Regions from separate parts of the Mus musculus genome. Here regions 2 and 3 are each linked to region 1. A link is a contact called in public promoter capture Hi-C data. All regions are on one chromosome and are shown on one strand. Each heading gives the region's core, a stretch centred on a gene start, on an enhancer-like site or on the middle of the called end of the contact. The rest is flanking DNA. Distances are from core to core; before and after follow the strand shown. Region 1 holds the start of Xaf1 (XIAP associated factor 1). Region 2 overlaps Ankfy1 (ankyrin repeat and FYVE domain containing 1). Region 3 holds the start of 4930401O10Rik (RIKEN cDNA 4930401O10 gene).

Region 1 (2,673 bases), core at 99-2,598:
CAGAAACATCATTATTCCGTACACGGCTGTATTTGTGAATGTATCAGTTGTCACTGAGATATACTTTGTGATGTGTGTGTGTGTGTGTGTGTGTCTGTGTGTGTGTGTGTGTGTGTGTGTGTGTGTGTGTGTGTGTGTTAGATCCTAACCCCAAAGCCTTATGCATGGTAGGCAAGTGCCATACCGCTACCTCTACTCCAAAACCCTTTGATCATTTTCATTTATCTAATGACGCCCTGTTTCTTCCTTGGAAGGGGGGTGGTGGTGGTGGAATGAACACAGGAAACCAGCAAATCGACTGACTTCCATCATTTTGCACTGTGATAATTTTGGACATGGGCTGCCTTTAACACAATTTGTTTTCTTTGAACCTCATGAGGTCAGCTAGCCTTGTTGGGTAACTGCCTGAGGCTGTGGCACCTCGCTGGAACAAACATATACTGACACAGCAGCAGTTTTGCATGCAAATTCTAGGAGCACCTGGACCTTAAAGTTGCCTGGGAGCTCCAGTGTAACCCGGTCAGCCAGGAGACAGTATCCAGAAGGCTGAGGTGACTCAAGCTCCCAATTGGTTATCTTGTCTGGATCTGAGCACAGCTCCTCCAGCTCCGTGCCTGTGGCAGAAGGGTCACACCTTGGACCACGTTACCTGGGAACTTCTGTGCAGGTTATTCAGCCCCTTGCTGCTCGATTTTACCAGTGAGCATGGGATAGCAAGACCTCCTCATGGTTTCTGTCATCTTGGCTTACATTATTGTTTGCCATTATTGTTTGCTTTGTTTTGTTTCCCAGCAGAGGACAACCTCAGGAGACACAACACAGTTATCCCTGGCCATTCCCAAGACTTGCCCCAAACCCTGTAGCCTGAGCATCCAGCACCCAGAACCCCCTGCTCAGTTCCTCACAGACTTTGTTTTCAAAGTCACCACAAACTGGAACCCACACAGGGGTACAGAGCTTGCAGGAGCTTCTTCTTCAGAGAGCAGACTCAAGCTTAGCATCTCAGGAGAGACCAGACAGAAACAGTAGGAGTCAGTCACAGGTTGAGAAGTGGGCAGGGACCCCATGGAAACAAAGCCAGTCAGGGAGGGAGGGGGAGAAAGGGAGGAATTGTTGTGCTGCCCAGAGGAAACCCGACAGCTAACGCCCACCCTGGAGGTCACAGTCACGGTAGCACAGAGGCTGCACAGGACAAGGGGCATGACAGAGGACTAGCCCATGCTGCAGAATGGCCTTCTGGGAGTGTCTAGCTGCCAGGATCTGGGAACCGCCCTGAGCTGAGAATTTTTGAAGTCTCCTCCCTGCCGCTGTGAGTCAGGCTGGGCAAACACTTTCAGTTTTGTTTTCCTGTGTGCAAAGAAACGAAACTCCACAGAAGCACTGCAGGAAGCTTGACCATGGAGGCTGACTTCCAAGTGTGCAGGAACTGGTAAGAAGGCATTTTCTCCAGGGCTGGCCAGACAGAGGGGCAGGGCAGAGCAAACAAATTCTGAAGTGATGGGGATGAAGTACAACACCAGAGGGCAAGCCGAAGGGGACTGGAACCTCTGGAGTGAAGAGGTTCCAAATCTCTAAGTAGAGTGCTCAGTGGTACCTCAATATCACTGTTCCCTCTTAGCTTGGGTATTTCAGGCTGGCTAGTTTTAGCCATGAAGTATGGAGGGACTGGTCCCTAGCAGGCTATTCCTGTCAGAGCTTAGATCCGTAGCAGGGGTGGGGGGCATCGTGGTCTTCCCACCCATCTGTGAGAGGACCCTTTGAGAGATGTTCCAGGGTTATTCCTGTCCTCCGCCTGACAAAGGAGCTGGGAGATAGAACATGGAGGGCTGAGCAGGAGGCAAGGACCACACCTCCAAGTAAAAAGAGCTGGTTCCTCAGCAGACCCCACCTGTTGCAGTAACTGGGGTAAAGCTCCACAGAGATCTTTGTTCCACTTCACCTTTCAGGATCTCTGGTCTATGGAGTATGGAGGCAGGCAAAACAGAGAGGGCAAACAGAGCAAAGGACGTCATTCTGTGCGGTTGTGGGGACAGCTGGATCAGGCTAACAGCAGTGAGGCCATGAACCAGATCACAGGGGCCTGAACAATTGGAGGCCATGAGCCAGATCACAGGGCCTGAACAATTGGTCCTTTAAGGATACAGCCTGTTTCCTTTCTCCCGAGCTGCCGTGAGCATGAGCAGATGGAATGGGTTGGCAGCGTTCCTGGTGATGAGCCTATCAGAGGAGGACACCCTGCCCTACAAGACTCCCCTGCATCTCAGATGCTCTCTGGGTAGCTGCAAGGGAGCCCAGGGACGGGAGACAGCGTGGTGGATGGACTTTTGCTCTTGAGAGTTGGGAAACCCTTGGAGGGTCTGAGGTGTGGTCAGGGCAGAGCTGCACTGCTGTGCTCCCTTGTTCTCGTGATGGCCTTTCTAGGAGATAACTGGAAAAGGATAGAACTTTACCTCCCCCAACCCTGTCTCTGTGGGGTGATGCTGAGGAGTCGTTCCAGGCACTGAGCCTAGGGCATTGCACAGAGCAGCCAAGCACTCTGAGCTGCGTTATCCCTGGCTCTGTTTTTCCCTTTCCTTTTGACACAGAGTATCACTAAGTTGCCTAGGCTGATCTTGAACTTACTCTATAAGCACAGATAAGCCTTAAACTAGCCATCTTCCTGACTCAGGCTCC
Region 2 (2,673 bases), core at 93-2,592, 430 kb after region 1:
AAACCAAATAAAATAAAATAAAGGACTCTGAAATAAGCCCATATTGGTATATCATTCCAATCTTGAGAACTCTGTCAGAAACATGCATTGGAGGGGCTGGAGAGAGCATGGTGGCTCAGTGCTTGTTGCACTTGCCAACAGCCATGAGAATAGCAATTCATAAGAATAGCAAAATTACAGTTACAAAGTAGTAATGAAATCATTTTATGGTTGGGGATAGCCACACACGAGGAACTGTATTAAAGGGCTGTGACATTAGAAAGGTTGAGCACCACTGTGCTAGAGGAAAGAAGCATAGCTAAAATTCCTCAAGATGCAGGCATGGCGAGGGTTTCCTGAACAGTACTCTAGTAGCAAGGAAATAGCCCGCAAAATCAAAATGAAGAAGCTTTGGGCAACAAAGAGAACAGTCACCAGAGGGAAGAGATAGCAGGAAAGTGCCTTTCAGGTTATGTAGCAGATGGCTGATACTCAGTAGATGTAAAGAACTGCAGAAATTCAACACCTACACATCCAATCAATAAATAATCTAAATTGTCAGGTCTCAAGAAAGGATATGCAAATGGTAAATAAAATGTTAAAAGTGTTCTACAGCCTCACCCAACAGGAAAATACACATTAAAACTGCTTTGGGAGTCCATCTCATTCCGGTTCCGAATGATTGTCTTTAGGAAAATAAATGACAGGGCCAAGAGACAATTAAGCACTTGTTGCCTGACAAGCCTGATGATCCGAGTGTGATTCTCAGGACCCATGGTAGAAGGAAGGACACAACTGACTCCGGAAAACAAATATCAAAAGATATAAATAAATCTTTTAAAAATCCTTACCGGTGCCAGTGAGGACATGGAGAAAGGAATTCTGTTTTCTTTTTTGTTTCAATTTTTTAGACAGAGTCTCACTGTGTAGACCAGTTGGCTGTGAACTCACAGAGGCTTGCCTTTGCCTCCCAAATTCTGTTTATTGTTACTTTTGAGAATGTAAACTTGTATAGCCACTATGAAACAGCAATGTGGAGATTTCTCAAAAACGATAGTTGGTGCCATTCTTGGTGGTATACAGGTGGGAATTTCTATGTTAGGAGCCACAGAGGTATTTGTGTGTTTGTGGTTGCATCATTCATGAGAGTTAGAAGATGGATTTCCATCAGCAGATGACCCTGCTGTGTTATCAGGCACAGTTCTGTCCCTTAGCAGGATGTACTGTTTGAATGCTGGTGATGTGCAGCTGCGGCTTTCTCTCCTTTGTGGGCAAAAGTTTTAGTAAAAATCTGTTTGAACTATGCAGAGGGTTGAGCTTGCTGGCTAATAGAGAGGAAAGTTTTACTCATCACTGAGTAGGGAACCCTTAGAACAAGTCGCTGTGGAGAGCAGATGCGTTTTTCCAAGCACACACAGCACTTAGCTCAGAGTTTGTGTTCATTGGGGAAAGTTTCTACCCCGTAGGGAATTGTTCTTTCCCACTGTTTAGTGTCTCAAGTGTTTACTTTGGAAACAGATTCACTTGTTACTAAAAAAACAATTAAGTTCCTTTCTTCTCTGGGAGCTGAATTCTTATGTTTTATGAAAGAACATCTCTCATGACTTCCTAAATATTTGGGTGATTGCTTAGCTACAGGAATTGCCAAGATAGTGTTGATGAGTGTTCTAGGGTGATTTAATCTTCCATTCTGAATTTGTGAATTGTCTGGAAGTATGTGGATCACAGTGTGAATATAGCAGACTTCAAAAAGAGTGCAGCATGCTGTAGTGTACAGAGCACAGACTTGCTTGAATCCTGGCTTCTATGTTGCTTTGATGACAGTCACTTGTCCATAGTGTCATCTTTTCTTGTGTGTAAATGGAAAGGGATCTTTCTGCTTTAGCAGGCTTTTAGCACAGTGAGACAGGATTGGGGTGTCCCTCATACTATGACTACCTGTTGCTGATAGAGTAAACACAGTGGCCTTCACCTTGCCCGAGCAGTGGAGTGCCAGAATCAGACCCCATAGGGAATTGTCTTTTCTTTGAGGTCCCACTGAAACACTGGCTATCTAGAGCCTGGCCCCAGACCTGCAGTGCTCCTGCCTCTGCCTCCTGTGTTCTGGGTTTTAGATGTGTGCTAACATATCCTTCTGAGGAATTACTTGACAGTGCCTTCTTCGGCTTGATGTTACTTGGTTAACTTTACCCAAATGATTGAGTGCTACCTTTAAGCTTGCCTATTGACCTTGCTTCTAATTCTTTAATGAGTGGTAGAGGTTCATTAAAATATGAATGAGGTCTACTTCAAGATGCACAGTAGTGGGCATTCCACTGAGCCAGAGCACTCGTCTGTCACAAGAATTTGGTGTTGTTAGGGTCTGTGAGGCCATAGGAGACCCACATAAGGCAGTGTTACCATCTCCTTTGATTAATCTGACCTAAGCAAGGTGATGAGTCCTTTCATAACAATTCTAGTTTTTTCACTACTAAAAAAATTGTAGTAACCCACATAGACCAATAGATTTCCTAAATGGGCTTCTCCTGACCAATTATTTGTAGTAAATTTTAAAACAAGGAGTATTAAATATGGTTTGCCCTAATTAAAACTGTCATAAAACTGAAAGAAGCATTGCATGTGTATTTAAAAACTGCTTAGCATTGGTTAGGAATGTTTTTATGGGGAAAAATTATTACACTAATGTCTCATTTT
Region 3 (2,673 bases), core at 100-2,599, 360 kb before region 1:
TCTCCTGTTATAAGTGTATTAAAAATGACTTTTTAGAGACACATAACCAACGGGATAGACAGAAATGAGAGTGTGCCATATTGGATAGAAGTATAAGCAATGCTCAGTAAGGAAAAGATGCCATTTCTCCTCTTATTCTGATGCAGGGGCTGGACCCCACTTGGACGTGGTCCTAGAGTATCCCCAGCCTCCTGGTCATAGGCAGGTGCATAGACTCTTTCCAACCCACGGCTGTCATCAGCAGGCTGAGGAGGTGCCTTAATTAAGAAGCAGCCCCTCCTGCCACAAGCAGTGCCTTTTCACTTCCTGGCCCAAGCTGTACTGTTGTCACAGTTGATGATCTACAAAGGAGATCTGAGAAACATTAGCACTCTCAAAACCCACGCTCCAGACCCAGTGGGGCCCACCTCACCATCTGCTGTGGGCCCCAAGCCGAGCAGGCAGCAACGGAGACGAGGATTTAGAACCTGCTCTCATTCCAAGGCGGAGGAGGTTGCTGGACTCAGACTGGCTGAGCTCTAGTGAGTGCTTGCCCTCTGCCAGGCCCAGCTATTTCTGAAAGGTTCTATGGCCACTCTGACCTGTTCTCCCTCTGACGCTGGACTTGCCCCAGGACCACAGGAAGGCAGGATGCTGAGAGGCCACAGTCATCTGTTCCCATCTGCCATTTACACCACCAAGGGCTGGCAGGAGGATTCCTGTGGAGGGAAGCAGGGGTCTTAGACAAGACAACCGGCTTTCTACTCTCCTTACCTACCCCCATATAGAACTGAGAAATGGGGTCACTGTTTGCATCTAACCGTGAATGGTTGATACCAGAGGAAACAGGCATGGATTTCTTGGCTTCTGAGATGGAGATTGGGCTATGAGATGGGAAGGTGGATAGATCCTGGCAGAGCTGGTCCACTGGCTCTTCTTGCCCAGTGCTGCTTAAGGATGCCAGAGGAGAGTCATGAGGAAAAACAGAAATCTAATGGTAGCTTGCAATGTTCCTTACTGTCTCAGCCCTAGGACAGGAAAATTAAATAAAGAGAAAAAGTTGAAAGCCAATGAAATTGGTGGAGAGCAAGGAAACAGGGAGACTTAATGCTGTTTGCTGGAAGACGTTAGGGCTGGAAACCCACAGACCCTCACCCAGAACAGGGTGCATGGATGAAAGTTGGTTGGATCCATCTTAGCCTGAAATCATTCCACATATTCGAGGTAGCTGAAGATGAGCCCAAACAAGAAGTCCCCAGAGTAAACACTCAACGAGTTGTTAACTTGGGGGAATCTGTGGGTATAAAGAGGCTGCGATCAAAGAAAGACTACATGCCCACAAAGAGAAGGGGCAGGCATCTATCTATGACATCACAAACACTGAGGTGCTGGGCCAGACCCCAGGACTGACCCTGAGGTCACAGACAAAGCTCACAAAGCACATATGACAAAAGGAATACTCTTACCTACCACCATATGACCTCATATGCTTGGCTTTTCTTGGGGCTAAAAAAGAAGGAAGGTTTGCAGCAGGCAACAACTGAACTGCTGATCACAAGTGCCCCAGCCCTAGTGTAGATGGACAGGCTAAGAAACCTTAGGAGCAACAGAGCAGCCTGCTGTTCACAAGCTGCGTGCTGAGAGTCAAGGCAAAATGAATGTCAGTAATAAGTACGTGACTCCTGATGAAACGTGTGACAAAAGCCTCTCTCTCCCCATCATCGTGTAGCTCTGGGAGCAACAGCTGAGAGGTGGAGCCTGTTCTCAAGGCCTCAGCACGAAGATGGGACTGTGACTGGGGCTGTGCCAGTGGAATGAGGGACTTGGTTATATATCCATCCATTTCTTTTTGGCTGTTCCTGGTGGTGTTAACTTTCAGGAACTGTAGCTGACCTGTACCTCAGCTGAGCAAAGCACCACAGGGGCCTGCAGGGAATGACGCCTCAGCCCTAGATATTCCTGTACCTTGTGGAATTATAACCTAGGTCATGAAGCAGACAACTGGAATGGCATCCTTAAAGACTGGTGTGAAGGTAATAGACCTAAAATTGGACAAGATCACTGGGGCTAGTTAGTCTAGAATCCCACTCCACACAGAATATCTTGCTGGACCACTCAAGCAAAATTCATCCCCTGCTTACAGAGCCTAAGAGAGCAGGAGTGTTCCTTCCTAAGCCCCACTCTCCTATAGAAAGCCCTATCGATGAGGCAGGGTTACTTAGTCTTTGCTGCAAAAGTCTACCTCTGCCATTACATCATTCTGCCTTCTGGCACCATGCTGAAGGAAAGCCAGAAGAAATTCCTCTGCGTGTATGGTGAGCCAGAGAGCAGCTTCTCAAGACACCCATGTCCTAATCCCAGCACTGTGGCTGGGTCTCCTCACCTGGAAGACATTGAGGGACTTGAGTCAGGGACCACTGATTCTTCCGGATTCTCCAGAAGTACCTGTGTAGTCTTGAGGCCCCTGTAAAAGAGAAGACCCAGAAGATCTGGAGCTGAGATGCTATGACAAGAGTAGCTGTGAAACAGGTGTGGTGGTTTGAATAGGTTTGGCCACCATAAACTCATGTTTGCCCACAGGGAGTGGCGCTATTAGGACGTGTAGTCTTATTAGAGTACATGTGGCCTTGTTGGAGGAAGTGTGTCACTGTGGAGGTGGGCTGTGAGGTCTCCTATGCTCAAGCTCCTCCCTGT

The links. Promoter capture Hi-C pulls out the DNA fragments that hold promoters and counts their contacts.
Region 2: a promoter capture Hi-C map of the C10 cell line shows a contact between it and region 1, with 2.7 times the contacts expected there. The contact joins the enhancer-like site here to the promoter of Xaf1 in region 1. A contact is called at or near these places in 5 of 39 promoter capture datasets (the 3T3-L1 cell line, the C10 cell line, liver and 1 more) and 1 of 9 other capture datasets (liver).
Region 3: a promoter capture Hi-C map of hippocampal neurons shows a contact between it and region 1, with 3 times the contacts expected there. The contact joins the promoter of 4930401O10Rik here to the promoter of Xaf1 in region 1. A contact is called at or near these places in 3 of 39 promoter capture datasets (cranial neural crest, hippocampal neurons and stem cell-derived epiblast-like cells).

Annotation. Positions count from the first base shown.
Region 1 is chr11:72,300,281-72,302,953 of GRCm38.p6, forward strand. It overlaps Xaf1 (XIAP associated factor 1), which reads left to right and starts at 1,349. Exons shown (of 6, transcript NM_001037713.4): 1 at 1,349-1,429. The coding sequence starts at 1,398.
Region 2 is chr11:72,733,704-72,736,376 of GRCm38.p6, forward strand. All of the region lies in intron 7 of Ankfy1 (ankyrin repeat and FYVE domain containing 1), which reads left to right. Among named protein-coding and RNA genes, the nearest start is that of Gm46287, 30 kb to the right of the region's middle. Within about 2 kb of position 1,343, at least 47 of the 459 cell types and tissues checked have an H3K27ac peak or open chromatin away from gene starts, as enhancers often do.
Region 3 is chr11:71,938,773-71,941,445 of GRCm38.p6, forward strand. 4930401O10Rik (RIKEN cDNA 4930401O10 gene) reads right to left here and starts at 1,350. Exons shown (of 5, transcript NR_045942.1): 1 at 1,135-1,350; 2 at 801-1,007; 3 at 582-698.